Linked DNA regions of Bicyclus anynana: region 1 is linked to region 2. A link is a contact called in public Hi-C data. All regions are on one chromosome and are shown on one strand. Each heading gives the region's core, a stretch centred on a gene start, on an enhancer-like site or on the middle of the called end of the contact. The rest is flanking DNA. Distances are from core to core; before and after follow the strand shown.

Region 1 (4,188 bases), core at 317-2,816, 130 kb before region 2:
TTTCAGTTAAGTAAGTATATGCATTTTAAGAAATTAATCACGTGTCTCAAACGGTGAAGGAAAAACATCGTGAGGAAACCTGCATACCTGATATTTTTCTCAATTCTCTACGTATGTGAAGTCTGGTGGTGGACTAGAGCCTAACCCCTCTCATTCTGAGAGGAGACTCGTGTTCAACAATGAGGCGAATATGGGTTGTGAATGAATGAATGAAATAATTAACAAAACAAAAAACATACAGACGAATTGAGAACCTCCTACTTTTTTGAAGTCGGTTAAAAAAGGAAGCCTGTTTGAGATATAGACGTACGAGTATCGCCGTGTTTGTGGAAGAATCTCTATCTATCTATTTATTTATCTTTGTAGTAAGTAAAAAAAAAATAAACATAAAGGCTTAGGTTTCTTTATAGTGGTCGTACGTATCTAAGTAAGGGATTGCACCCAGACAAAAAAGTTCTTTTTTTATGTATCTATTTCTATCTATACCTACTTATAATAAATGTAGCAGGTCCAATTGTGTATGTAGTTAGGTACATAGAAGATAATTTGTTTTTTTTTATAGGAGAGAACTACTACGGTGTTCATTAAGTACCTAGTGAGAATGACTAACATGCAGTTATCTTTTATTGAATGATATTTTATATTTCAACGTCACCTTTAAGGCTGCCTATCCATCAAAGCGGAGCGAGGGAGCGTAGCGGAGAAACGGACTAATGCAGAGCGGAGTTACAAATTGTGTATGTCCATCGAAGCGGAGCGAGGATGCGGAGCGGAGTTGCAGACTTAAAATAAATAAATAAATGTTAAATTTAATTTATTTAACCCCGTTCCATTTCCCCGCTCCGCATGCCGGTTTTATATGAATTTTAAACTAGCTCGCAAGTCCCTGTCCCTTAAAAATTTCTCCGTTTCTCAGCTCTCAGTGGACTGGTAGCCTTAGGAGTAGGTACCTATACAATTGGCATATCTTTTTCCTAAATATAAAATTCTTTTTCGAAAAAAGTCTTTGTCCAGATCAAACCGTGAAGGTACAGTAAGGTGACGATTTCTCAAGCTGGTCGTCACGATGAATCGATCCTGCCTTTCAGTTGTGACCCGAGATCGTGGCCTTCCTTGGCGACGAACAAAGCATTCTAGGCACCCAGCGCGTTGATACTTTTTTCATACCTAAATAATTCAATTCAATTCGTGTTATTATGGACACTCCCTGTCGAAATCTTTACTTTATCAGCTATAAAACAAACAGTAATAGGTACGACGATTTGATAACATGTTGTCTACGACCGAAACGCCTGTTTTAAATAATGGAGCAATCACGCAGTTGCACGTCAGCGTAAAGTCTCTGGACAGGGGTTATTGGTATTTTTTGCAAGTCATAAATTGATAATTTCATTCTGGCCTATTAACTGGACACTGTTAGACGCGTCTCTGTTTGTTATTTACCACCAATACAGTTGAGTCCAAGATATCGGATTTTATTTGACCATCTCGTCCTATACACATGTATTTCTTATCTATTTCTTTTGGTACCTACTGCTGGCATAGGGCGTCCCGAGCGTGGATCGACATTGGTGGAAGATCTTCCTCGCTTAAACTCATCACACCAACGTGCAATTGTAGAAAATGTAGCAGCATTAACACCTAATGTTTCCCGCTAGTCTTGATTTATCTGCTCCGTACTGAAAATTTTCATGCACAGGTACCTACGAGTATCTATTCATCGCGCGAACTTCTATTAGGTACGTAGCTACAATAGCAAACTGTATCCCCCGACTTTCGTACATTAATTTTTTTGGAATGACACCCCACTATGGAAGCAATTTTAAAGCTATACGTATAGTATTCAAGTCAAAATTTTCTTTGCAGTAGGTAAGTACAAAAAATTTAACTTTCATTATGTGGAACAACTATTCAAAAATAATTACCTATCTATTTTCTAAATTGCACCGAAGGTGAAGAAGGAAGGTAGTGATTTTTGTATTTTGTCAAACATTCAATATACTTAACATATAAACCATAAAATTTTAGCTAACATATGCATTATTTTAATGGGCCTTTAATCTCAATACGACGCCCTATACAATAAGTCGTAATAAGTATTTACGATTTTCACACATTTATGATTTTATGATTTTTACACCGTTGTGTCCCCTAACGGAGAGTATTTAAACTTCTGAGAGGTCTCTATGCAAACCCTTGAGAAAATTTATTCTGTTGATATTCATCTACGAGCTAGTTTAACTCGCTAACAAAAGATGGCGCTTTTACTACACTCGCGGAATGAGCAATTTCTTTATAAGTTTTTAAAAAATCCGCTAGGGGCAGCACCAGGGGAAAATACAAGAATGTGTTGACTTTTACATTGAAATCACCATCAATACTAATGAATTTTATCTTAACCGTTTGCAATGTATTCTTAATAATTTAATTTATTTTTGTACCTACATCATGTTTCGTTAATTCTGTTATAATTATGTACTTACGTTTGATGTTGTTGTCAATAGAGAAATGAAAATACGAGGGGCTCCATTATTATCTTATTTTAATTTGACGTTTTTACTTAATTCATTTTTAATTGGTCTATCTTAGCTATTTATAATTATATTAATGAAAATATAAAGCCAGGCATGCACCATTAACTTTGCAGTTGTGTGCATTTTAATAAATTCACGTGTCTCAAACGGTGAAGGAAAAACATCGTGAGGAAACCTGCAATTCTCTGCGAATGTGAAGTCTGCCAATCCGCGTTGGGTCAGCGTGGTGGACTATTGGCCTAACCCCTCTCATTCTGAGAGGGGACTCGAGCTCAGCAGTGAGCCGAATATGGGTTGATAATGATGACTATCATGACATTGACCAGAACTTTTGTCAGACACTTCAATGCTTCACTAAAAATACTCTCACACTTAAAGTAGGTACTCGATGACGCCTAAACCGATTTGGATATTTCTTTTTTTGTTTGAAAGGGACTCCTGAGGTGGTCCCAATATCATCATGTCAGAGTCTGATGCTGGGATATTGGAAAAATCGGGGGAAACTTTAAAAAACCGTAGATTTTTGTTTGTTCATCTTTTGTGTGGAAATCGATGTAAACTTTCAACCCCTATTTCACCACTTTAGAGGTTAAATTTTAAAAATTCTTGAATCACATTATATTTCGTATTTCATTTATGATCATATTTTTTAAACTGTAACTCTTAAAATGAAGGACTTTCTATACAAACTTTCAACCCGTATTTCACCCCCTTCTATTATTATTTCAGGGTCCAAAAGTAAACTATGTTTTGCTCCAAGGTCCCATTTACTATTATACATAAATATATATATAAAATTCATCTTGATCAGTTCAGTCGTTTAGTCGTGAAAAGGTAACAGACAGACAGACAGAGTTACTTTCGCATTTATAATATTAGTAGGGATTTTAAAGCACTATATTGTAATGAAGGTCTGTAGTCGATTCCTTACCCGAAAGAGCTAAAACACAGATAAGGAAACTCCTTTTAACTTTTCCCATAGAACAGGACGCACTGGGACCTTGCTCTATAACGAAACAAGGTCTTTTTCCTGATACCATTTCCTATCACAAGTGTTGGAGCTCGTATTCATGTTAACTAGTCACTCGAGAGAGTTATCCATATATGTATTTAGTCAGAAAGGATGACAATGATGAGGTAAAATTACAAATTGTTATAATAACTTGCTTAGTAATATAATTAAAATATGTCCTTAATTTCCCCTTACTTTTGTATTAGGTAATTGATAAGTGAATTATAATTGTAAGGAAAATTTAACATTAAACTGGTTTTATTTATACGTAGGTATTACAGGAAAATTATTGCTTTCAAAAGAGACTAGGTATATTTTCTACTGATTTAAGTCTGAGCTCTTGATTCATGAGTTGCGTTTTATTTTGAGAATATCAATAATAGGTAGATATTATATAATTTTCTAAAGTTTTCGTTCGATAAGAAACTTTTTAAGAGCCGTGATAGCCCAGTGGATATGACTTCTGCCTCCGATTCCGGAGGGTGTGAGTTCGAATCCGGTCCGAGGCATGCACCTCCAACTTTTCAGTTATGTGAATTTTAAGAAATTAAATATCACGTGTCTCAAACGGTGAATAAAAAACATCGTAAATGTACAGGAAACCCGCATACTAGAGGATTTTCTTAATTCTCTGCGTGTGTG
Region 2 (4,332 bases), core at 881-3,380:
TATATGGAATAGTTACTGCTGTGGGTTTTATGGTTTAACTTGTTTAGCCTAAAAACCCTCAGAAGTCAGCAGAGTATGAAGAATTATACGTTTTATCTATACTAATATTATAAAGCTGAAGAGTTTGTTTGTTTGAACGCGTTAATCTCAGGAACTTTCCGATTTGGAAAATTCATTCAGTGTTAGATAGCCCATTTATCGAGGAAGGCTATAGGCTATATATTATGTCCGTATTCCAACGGGAACGGGAACCACGCGGGTGAAACCGCGCGGCGTCATCTAGTAGTCATCTCACATCACATCAACAAAGCCGAATGGCATTCAACGGCATAGTACGAGTAGGTCAAATGAAAGGCGGGCGAAGGAAATGGGCGTGCTAAGATGCAGGCGTGGCTTCGACCATGGGCGCCTATTGTGAAGGCTGTTCGTGTAACGCATCTACGTATACTTATAATACGTAACTATTTTTTTTAATATAACACTATTCATGACGGCCTCCGTGGCGCAGATTTCCAAGACGGATGTCCTTTCGATCCCCGGCTGAGATTGAGGTTTTCTTAATTGGTCCAGGTCTGACTGGGGGCTTCGGCCGTGGCTATTTACCACCCTACCGACAAAGACGTACCGCCAAGCGATTTAGCGTTACTGTACGATGTCGTGTAGTAACCAAAAAGGGTGTGGATTTTCACCTTACTCCGAACAATTTAGCCCGCTTCCATCCAAGATTGCAGCAACACTTCCCATCAGGTGAGATTTTGGTCAAGTGCTAACTAATTGTAGGTAGATACAGAAAAAAAAAACTATATAGCAAAATCTATATAGTACTGGTAGCAGGCATGACAACTATATATTGTCTGCTCAATAGGCACCTGAAGATAATGAAAATTAAAAAAAAATCTATCATGTCCAGGTTGACGTGAGGAGGAGACCAGCTACCACTTTATAATCACGCTGGTGAAACGCGAGTTACTAGGTAAGGATACATTAGGATACTGCCACGGAAATTGGGTGAAATAGTCCTTACATTAGGATACTAACATGGAAATTTGGAGGAATAGTCCTTAGTTTATGATATTAACACGGAAATTGGGTGGTATAGTCCGTTCTAGGACTGATTGCCCGTCTGGTCTCATCAGGGGTCCCTCTTGGAATATATTTAACTATTTCTAACCCACTTCACAAAAAAGAGGAGGTTCTAAATTCGATGAGTCTTTTTTATGTTTGTTATCTCAAAACTTTGTCATTTTAATTACAAATTTTGTATATAATTATTTTGTTTGACTGTATATACTTACTTTCAAATTGATCCAATTTATTTCATGGAAATCGGTTTAGTAATTTTGTGTTAAAATCAAAATAACTGAAATACGTCTTTGAAGTCGGTTCCATTTTTATGTTAAAAAGAATCTATGATGAGTTAGCCCTTGTATGTATTCTCACCTAATGGTAAAATGCAGTCTAAAATAGCGGCCTTACATGTCATAGGTACAAGTTAGGCCTTGACAGCAATGTCACTTGATACTAAATGACAATGCAGTCTATTATGGTATTGACGTCAAAAGGTATAGGTAATACCTAGTATCACAAGTAGGTACTTAATTTGCCCTATCGCAGGGCGAAAGTAGCCAATTATAGTCCATCGTCAGTCGTTGAATGTAAGGCGAAAGCCACCTTACTAAAACTTTTGCTAGACTATATTAGTCCGACTAGCGACTATATTGAAGAGTTTAAATGTTACAACATTAAAAAATTGGCGAAAACGGGCAAAAATAATCCTTTTAATTAAAGTTCCGCCAAAATAACGTACAAAAGATGGTATTGTAGGGGGTAATCTATACTGATCTGATTTTGAAAATTCTTTTACCAGTAAAAAGCCACGTTATTTGCGAGTGTCATAGGCTATATTTTATCCACGTATTCTCACGAGAACGGAGGGTTATTTACATTTAAAAACTATTGGCCTGCTTACTAGATATGTTCAGTATCTTAGGTAGCTACAACTAAACATTTATAAGGAGGAAGCATCCTAAGTATCTAGTACAAAGAATTGTTAAGGAGGCAATACATTTCCCAACAAAGCCTGTGCCAATAGTCCGCGAGTCCGCCGCCCTCGCACGCCTCCTTTCTTAGAAGATTAGCCTCTTTGTGTCCCGCCCACATCTTAGAAGTTCTCTATACGCCCCTTTACTTGAGCGGTACGCCTACTTTCTTCATACATGTTGAGAATGATGTTTTTAGAGTTATGGACCTTATCCATAACCACAACTAAACAATGTATTCCAACACATTTATTACATCAAGCTATAATAATTGATGATTTTGTATTTTTTTTTAATTTGTCATGTATTTTAACTAGGAATAATCATTCCGTTCCCCTCCAATTAGTATTAGTCCCCCAGCATAGATTGTGTTAAGAGAGGCACGACCATAGTTCAGCGGGCAGCCGGCAGGATCGAACCCACGTCTTTCTCGGTGTGAGTCTCTTACCGTAGTATTAAGACTAAGAATGACAAAACCTTTGGTCATTAGTTAAGACTTTCTTATTTACGCAAGTATCTAATATTGATTTATATTTTATGTACTGATAACAATAAACATTGTAAGAATGATTATTTTAAAAGATCTGTTGAGCTTATTGCCGGATTTGCTCAGAACTTGCCTTCGAAATCGTTGTTAGTTTCTCTATATAGTAATAATATCAAGATAAATATCTGTCGTTATATTCTGTTCGAGACTATAATATCATTATCGGTGAACTATTAAATAATAGATATCTTTTCAAAATAGCATTTTTAATAAATTATTTAAGTTGTAAAATGTATGCCCATAGCGCCACCTATGTAATAATAGTAAAACTAGCAACATGCGCATGAGTTTTTCATGCAGCGCCATCTATAAGAAGTCTAACAAACTACATAGTAAGCTGCAAAGTTATATACTAAGTTTCTCCGTTCACCGCTAGATGTCGCTATACTAAATAAATTAAAACTGATAAATTTATGTCATTTTAAATTATTAGTAATAAAATATAATTTTAATGAAATTGATGCTTTACATCAAAAAACATTTAATACAAATTTCTGCATTTTAATAGAAATCTAATAAAAATTGGTTTAGTAGTTTTTGGTAGGTAGGGTAACCAAAAATATATATTTGAAAATTCTGATTATAGTTTTGTTTTACCAGAGAGTTACCAGAGTCTTTACATGCAAAAGCTTAAAAAAAACAAACTTCGCGTCTCCTTGACAAACGCTACAAACTTTTTTCAGAATCTGTATTTCAAAATTTAACACTAACAATTATTACGTAAATTAATTTAATAATCAATAATTATTAATAAAAAAATACTCAATCTTATTTCTTTAGCTTTTGTGAACAGTTTTTAAAAGATTTAAAAAGTTAATACGCCATTTTTTCTTGAATAATATTGAAAATTACTGATGCGACGGTTCGTATCGTACCGACTCGAGAATATATGACTTTTTGAACTTTGTATTTGGAGCGGCTACGACATCGTCGTGTACCGTACGCTCCATCTGTATATTATTGATTAATATGTGTGACAGCGTAGCTCTTTGAAAGATATGATCCCTCATATCTTTCAAAGACCTACACTGTCAAATTATTTTCGATTTAGGGATCCATTTGTAAAATATTAAGCTTTCATGAGCTTATTTTTGTAAGAGTCAAGTGTCTCCACCCTCTATCGGCTAAACGGTTATTTATGGTTACGTGAAAAAACCACAAAAGTAGCATATACAACGAAATTACAAGGAAAACTTTAACAGATACTTAAGTACAATTTTAATTTAAAAGATAAAAGTGGACCAACTTAAAAAACTCAAAAATTGCATATTAACTCTGTTGTTAAGTAAAAGTTGCCAGACATATTACTCAGAGTCTGTTAAAACTAGAATGTTGAAATTTAGTATGGGTATCTGTATTAATTATGTCTATAAAGTAGTAGGATGAAAAATTAAAAAAAAATTGGGGTTCTTTTCCTACATACAAAGTGAGGATGAATTTTATGTTAGTCTAGTCTATCCCATGGTGTGGGGTATCGTTATCGATATTTTTGTGCATTACAAAAGGGATTCAAGTGCTAACTTTATTTACGGAACCCTACACTGCGCGGTGCGCGTGGCCCGATACGCACTTGGCCGGTCTTTTACCTTATAAATTATTCACTTTGGATTCTAAATATTTCGATATGCACACAAAATATCATTAAAATCGGTCTAGCCGTTTAGGAGGAGATTAGTAACAAACGCCGCGATTATATATTAGATAAGTAGGTACGAAGAAGACTTACAGTACCTAGTTTAAATAAAC

What was found. A called contact is a pair of places that touch in the nucleus more often than the background predicts.
Region 1: a contact with region 2 is called in a Hi-C map of whole body, with 5 times the contacts expected there. The contact joins two enhancer-like sites. A contact is called at or near these places in 2 of 2 Hi-C or Micro-C datasets (whole body and whole larva).

The regions. Positions count from the first base shown.
Region 1 is chr21:7,489,224-7,493,411 of ilBicAnyn1.1, reverse strand. No RefSeq gene overlaps it. Among protein-coding and RNA genes, the nearest start is that of LOC112058384, 7.7 kb to the left of the region's middle. Within about 2 kb of position 1,566, at least 7 of the 8 cell types and tissues checked have open chromatin away from gene starts, as enhancers often do.
Region 2 is chr21:7,354,654-7,358,985 of ilBicAnyn1.1, reverse strand. The region is part of intron 1 of LOC112058346 (homeobox protein prospero); the gene reads right to left. Among protein-coding and RNA genes, the nearest start is that of LOC128199286, 12 kb to the right of the region's middle. Within about 2 kb of position 2,130, at least 2 of the 8 cell types and tissues checked have open chromatin away from gene starts, as enhancers often do.